2 separate regions of the Sus scrofa genome follow, and region 2 is linked to region 1. A link is a contact called in public promoter capture Hi-C data. All regions are on one chromosome and are shown on one strand. Each heading gives the region's core, a stretch centred on a gene start, on an enhancer-like site or on the middle of the called end of the contact. The rest is flanking DNA. Distances are from core to core; before and after follow the strand shown. Region 1 holds the start of MTPAP (mitochondrial poly(A) polymerase). Region 2 holds the start of SVIL (supervillin).

Region 1 (3,397 bases), core at 568-3,067:
AGGGACTGAATCCAAGCCACAGCTGCAACCTCCACCACAGCTCTGACAATGCCAGATCCTTTAACCCACTAGGCCTGACCAGGGATCAAACCTGAACCTCTGCAGTGACCCGAGCCACTGCTGTCAGATTCTTAACCCACTGGGCCACAGCGGGAATTCCAATAGTGTGTCTCTTGTTACCAGAAAATGTAACTACCAAAGTTGTGGCAATGAGTTCTCACACTGAGTAAAAAACTGAATTGGATATTTTTCAGTTTCCTTCTAATTACAAAACTATATACTTCTAAGTGAATTATAAGGTGTAGGTAGCTTCTCTTTAAAAATGAAAAAGACATTCAAATGAGGATTGTTACTAGTTATGCCTCATGAGTCCCTAAATATTTTAGAGGGTTATGTTATCCGAATGATACAAAATGAGGCACATTTCCTAAGAAAAACAACAAAGCTTTACTAAGTGAAGCCTTGGAATCAGAGGTTTTATTCTTACCTTTGCTATTGAATAGCTGAGTAAATATAAACAAGCCACCTGGGTTAGTCTGTTTCCACAATTATAAAACGGAGTAATAATTACTCTTTCCAAGCCTAGTTCAGAGGTTTCAATATCTCAAAAACCATACAAAAAACTCAAACGTAAACCATGTTAAAATGCAATAGCTTCTTTGGCAGAAGTTTTGCTCCAATTTCCAGTCACTTAAGAATTTTTAACAGAAGCAGCGTCTACTAAATACAACACAATCGGCATTTCAATGAACTGTCGTTTTAACTAATATTTCTCACTCTGTCAATATGAGTCTTTCAGACAGACCGATGAGGACAGCAATCTTATCATTTATTTTAGGGGAAATACTGTACTTGTTTAGTCTACCTTAGAACTGTCCCCAGAAATTATTTTGTTTCTTAAAACTATAGCTCCAGGAAATGGTAAACATCAACACATTTTGTTTAACAAAGGATTCTAAATTAACTTGGCTGCAAGTCACTTAGCTCTCTGCGCCTCTTTCCACATCACTAAAATGGAGACAGGGATGCATTTCTTGCTAGATTTGTTCAAGAATTGTAAAGAACATATACGCAGCTCCGGGGTCACAAGAGAGGTTCAAGCATGGTGGACTTAATACACTTGCATATAAATTTAGAACGCCTGAGGGACAACAACCTGTTCCAGTGGATTCAAACCTGGTACCAAGCTGATTTTGCTCAAAATGGCCAGAAACATAAAGCAACCGACAGTAATTTCAGAGGCAGAACCCTCCACTGGATGACCGGGAATCCCCGTTATTAATCAACGGCTTCACCACGCTCAGCCTCCATCAGCACCTTGTAAGCATCAAAACCAGTTACATTTGGGAGTAAGGAAGCGACTGACTGAGCCGAGGCATCACTTTCATTACCCGCAACGTTACTTTGCCAAATTGTCAAACACTAGCAAACCGTGCTGCCGGCACGCACTTCACAGGTTCCAATAACGTCATCACTGTGCACAAGAGTCTCCGGAAAAGAACCGTCACACACCCACCCCGCCGCCAGTCCGAGCCACGGCGGCGGCCCTCGGTTCCCCGAGGGAGGTCTGCCGAGGACGGGACGCGGCCTCCCCCAACCCCAAAGGGTCCACGGCCGCTTCCCCTTCCCTCTCCCACCGCGACTACAGACCCGGCGCCTTTACCTGTCTCCGCGCTCCCCGAGAACTGCTCTTCTCTCCTGAGGTCTGCGGCCACCGTTCCCGGACAACTGAGAAGCCTACGGAGAGCACGCTGGACTTGATTTCTCTGAGCACCGAGGGACAACCGGGTCAACAGTCCCACGCCGCGGGCCGCCATTGTCAGAGCGGCGGAGACTCCGAGCCAGGAGGTCGCCGGGCGTCTGCGCATGTGCGCCGAGGCCCAGAGGATGGGAAGCCTAGAGGGTCAAAGTAGGAGAAAAACGTTCACGTGTAAAAGAAATTGAGACGCGGTTTGAATGGGGATGGCTGAGGTTTTCAACACGTTTTATTTCCGCTCTCCGGGTTCTCCAAAAGAAGACCCCCAGAGAACGAGCACACCACCTACTCTTTCACATAGCCGTGAAAACAGAACCAGAGAGCAAGGGCAGGAGGAAAGAGCACTGACTTGGGAACCTAAGAATATAATAAACCATAACACTGTTTCTTTTTGTCTTTTTTCTTTTTTTTAAAATTATATTGAAGTATAGTTGATTTACAATGTTGTGTTAATTTCTACTGTACAGCAAAGTGATTGGGTTATACATATACACATATACATTCTTTTTCAGATTCTTTTCCCGTATTGGTTATCACAGAATATTGAGTAGAGATTTCTGCGCTCTACAGCAGGTGGCGTTGACCATCCATTCGCTGTATAACTGAATAACACTTTTTCTTGACCAAACACTGTTCTATGTGCTTTACAGGTGTTGACTCTTTTAATCCTTGCAACAGCCCTGTGAGGTAGGACTCTTATTATCTCCATTTACTTATGGGTAGGCTAAGGCACAGAGGGGTTAAGTGACATTTCTAAAGTTGTACAGCTAGGCAGGGACAGAGATGGGAGTTAAACCCAGGTTTCCTGGTACAAGATTTCTTTCTTTCTTCCTTTCTTTCTCTCTTCTTTCATCCCTCCCTCCCTCTCTTTCTCTTCCTTCGTTCCTCTATTTCTTTCTTGCTTTCTTTCTCTTCCTCCCTTCCTTCTTTTCTTCCCTTTCTTTTTTTGGAACAATTTTATTGAGATTTAATTCATATATTCATATTACACAATTTGCCCCTTTAGGTGTGCTATTCAAGATTTTTAGTATATTCACAAAGATGTGCAATAACCACAATCATTTTAAAGCATTTTCATCACCTCCAAATGAAACCTGTGCCCATTAGCTACCACCTCTCATCGCCACCCTCCCCCCCAGCCCTAAATAACCACTTACCTACTATGCATCTCTATAGAATTGCCTCTCTGGACATTTCATATAAATGGAATCATACAATATGGTGTAATGGCATGTCTTGTTACCTCATTCCTTTCTATAGCAAAGTAATATTCCATTGTATGAATATGCCACATGTGGCTGGTTATCCATTCCTCAGTTAATGGGCATTTGGGTTGTTTCCACCTTTTTGTTATGATAAATAATGCTGCTATGAATGTTCATGTACAAGCTTTTGTGTGGACGTATGTTTTCATTTCTCTTGGGTACACCCAGGAGTGGAATTGCTGGATCACAGTATAGCTCTATGTTTAACTTTTTGAGTAACCACATGCAGCTGCATCATTTTCATTCTTACCACGGTGTATGTGTTTTCTAGTTTCTGCACATTCTTATCAACATTAGCTATTTTCCATAGCTCTTTTTTCCATAGCTCTAATTTCTGCACATTCTTATCAATGAAGCTATTTTCCATAGCTTTTTT
Region 2 (3,397 bases), core at 411-2,910, 410 kb before region 1:
CCGAGCGGACGCCTCCTTCCCCGAGTGCGGGCGCGCGAGTCCCGGCGCGGTGGGCGGGCGCCGGGTATTAATTGTAGGGCCCCCGGGCGCTCTGAGTGGTTCGGACCGCGGGCCAGGCCGGCGGGGCCGGCGCGACCCACCCCCTCGGCGCGCACCCGCCTGGCTCGAGGACGCGCACGCGCGCACGCGCCCGGCTGCTCCCGGGCCCCCTGGGCTCGCCGAGCTCCCTGTTCCAGTCCCTCAGCTGCAGCAAGGCCCGAGGGGCGCCGCAGACCTTAGAGACCCCGGTCAGGCACTGTGAATATCCAGCCCTTCCAGGGACAAAACCCATCAAAATGTGTGCGAACGTTGTAGTCGCAGGGGCTCGGGGCCACTGGTCAAGCAGATCGTCCTGTGGCCACTCACAGCCATGAAAAAGTCTGGTCACCCTCCGAACTGCCCGTCTTGACAGGGGACCGTCCCCTCTGTCGGTGGTTCTCACACTTTACACTTCTGCTAATCAGAATCCCTCGCCAAACCCCCGAGATTTGTTTAAAACACAGATTGCGAGCCCCACCCCACTGTCTGCTTCTTTAACCTGCCTGGCCCAGAACTTGGCGTTTCTAACAAGTTTCCAGGTGATGCTGAGACAGTGGTGATGATGAAATGAGTTAAGGTTGGTGAAGTACTTGGTAATCTGCGAGGCAGTAAATAAACTTATGAAATTCACTTGTGCTTCTTGTCTGTTTCACTAGTGTTCACATTTACATTCCCTCCAGCTACTGCTTTTTTTCCTCCCACTGTTAGATTCTCATTTTAACTCCTGAGGATGCATCAAGCGGATCCATACCTGCTCCCATCTGAAGAATGAAAAGGGAGTGTGTTAGTTTCCTAAGGCAGCCTTCACCACCTACCCTGCAGACCTGGAGGCCTAGACCACAGAATATCTTCTCACCCATCTGGAGGCTGGAAATCAGGCGTCAGGAGGGTTGTTTCTTCTGAGGCCTCTCTCCTTGGCTTATGGATGGCTGCCTTTCTTCTGTGTGTCTCTGTCCTAATCTCTTTTTAAGACCCCAGTCATGCTGGATTATAGCCCACCCATTAAAGACTTCATTTTCACTAAGTTACCTCTTTGAAGATCCTATCTCCAAATCCAATCACATCCTGAGGTTCTGGGAGTTAGGGCTTCAACAGACGAATTGGGCAGAGGAGACGGGGGCAACTCGGCCCATAACAGCTTTACTGCCCCCAAGATCCCAGAGCAGCTTCTGGGCTCAGCCTTCCCCAATCTCTACTCCATCCTTGTGCCCTCCCCTGGAGCTGGCTCGCATGTGGACTGACAAACACAAACCCTTAAAGTGCTGTGACTCACAGCTGGAAGGACTTAAAATCCAGCTCAGGGTCCTTGAGAATATGATCAGCACAACACTCCAATGTGTGAAAAGAATCTATGAGAAATTCGGAACCCCAGCAGACCTTTCAGAACTGGCCCTTTACAGTTTGTTAATGACGAAGTAGAGAAGCAGCCTTACCTCTGCCCTGCCCTCGTGGGAGCTATGCCCTCTGCCTGGTACCTGTGCCGTCTCTGGAAAGTTCAAGAAGGAGGGTCTGTGTTGAACACATGCAATAAAGACGCTTCCTTCCTCCTGCTATCTGGGAGAGTGCTGGCAGCGTTTAAGCTAGGGAGGCCGGAGGAGGCAGAGACTAGAGCTGTTTACACTGATCCCAGGCTAACCAGAGACAGCTGATCTTCAGCAAATCAGTAATAGCCCTGAATTAAGGATCCTCCCAAAGCCTCATTCCCAATCCCCTGCTGGTCCTGTCTTTACTTTGTGGCTTCAGCTAACACCAGGCGAGACTCTCCCCAATCTCCAGATCCAAGTAGCTACTAAATCAGCACTCCAGACTCAGTATATCCATCATAGAACTCTTTCCCCCAAACGTTGTCTCCCCACCTGCATCCTCTATCTGAGTGACTGGCAAAGGTGCACATCCCATTCAATCCACCTGCTACTGTGTCTTGGATGCCTCACAGCAGCCCCTTTGCTTCTCCATACCCATCACTACTACCCAGGCCAAAGCCCTTTGTGCCGTTTCTCCTGTTTTTTTTTTTTTTTCCCTGCTTTTTAGGGCTGCACCCACAGCATATGGAGATTCCCAGGCTAGGGGTCAAACTGAAGCTGTAGCTGTAAGCCTACACCACAGCTCATGGCAACGCTGGATCCTTAACCCACTGAGCCTGGCCGGGGATAGAACCTGTGTCCTCATGGATACTAGTCAGATTCATTTCCCCTGAGCCACAATGGGAACGCCTCTCCTTGGGTGTTCAATACCAGCCTCCTAACTAGACCACTGCCACAGCATCCTTTTGGCCAGCATCCTCCATACTGCATCCTTGGGTATCTTTCAGAAGCAGAAACCTAGTTATCCTGTGCCCTTTTTTAACCCCTCAATGGATTCCTTTTGTTTCAGGAACGAATTTAAGCACCTTTGCTTGCCTCCTTCTGGAGGCTCATCTCTAACCATTTCCCCATCTGTGCCTTTCATTGGAGCCAAAGGGACCACTCCCAATGCCGGCAGATTCAAGATGGTCCATGTTCTTGGAACACAAATACCCAGCACTCTCTTCATCTAGGGAGATGGTATCACCTCTTCCAGCCTCCTCCAGAGAGTTGCCAGGTCTAGGAAGCCCACCCACCCCTTCCTGAATGAGGTGTCCTTGTGCTGCTCTTTCTGCACCCTGGGCACATCTCAACCATAGCACTTAGAGCGCTGGCCATCATTCCTGGGTCAACCTTCTGCATCTTCCAGCAAACCCTGAGGTCCCAGAGGATAAGAGCCTTAACCATTTTTGTAAGTTTGAAGTCTAGGCTGGACTGGATGCTCAAAAAGAAGTTCACTTTAAGGAATGGACTGATTCCTAGAAATTCAGAAGATTTAGTCAAATTTGGCATCTGCTAGCAAGTACTTTATCTGGAGCAATCTTCACTTTTTCTGACAATATTTATAAGCATGCTCCCTTAAGCTGCTTCCTATTGAATTATAGGTTTATCTTTTAGAATCTCTAGTTAACTTCTATGCTTCCTAAATTCCCAGGGTGCCTTAGGGTTTTTCAAGCTGCTGGTCATGAAATCAGCTTTGTGAGTAAAGATAGGCATTTAAAAAAAAATTTTTTTTTGGTCTTTTGTCATTTTAGGGCCTCACCCGTGGCATATGGAGGTTTCCAGGCTAGGGGTCTAATCAGAGCCATAGCTGCCAGCCTACACCAGAGCCACCGCAATGCCAAATCGGAGCCACGTCACAACCTACACCACAGCTTATGGCAATGCTGGATCCTTAATCCATTGAGCGAGTCCAGGGATCGAACCCGCACCGTCATGGTTCCTAGTGGGATTCATTTCTGCTGTGCCATGATGGG

What was found. Promoter capture Hi-C pulls out the DNA fragments that hold promoters and counts their contacts.
Region 2: a contact with region 1 is called in a promoter capture Hi-C map of fetal liver, with 8 times the contacts expected there. The contact joins the promoter of SVIL here to the promoter of MTPAP in region 1. A contact is called at or near these places in 4 of 5 promoter capture datasets (fetal liver, fetal skeletal muscle and liver) and 1 of 2 datasets of contacts at active chromatin or transcription factors (alveolar macrophages).

Annotation. Positions count from the first base shown.
Region 1 is chr10:40,762,837-40,766,233 of Sscrofa11.1, reverse strand. MTPAP (mitochondrial poly(A) polymerase) reads right to left here and starts at 1,817. Exons shown (of 11, transcript NM_001317082.1): 1 at 1,664-1,817. The coding sequence starts at 1,817.
Region 2 is chr10:41,174,621-41,178,017 of Sscrofa11.1, reverse strand. It overlaps SVIL (supervillin), which reads right to left and starts at 1,660. Exons shown (of 36, transcript XM_021064788.1): 1 at 1,512-1,660.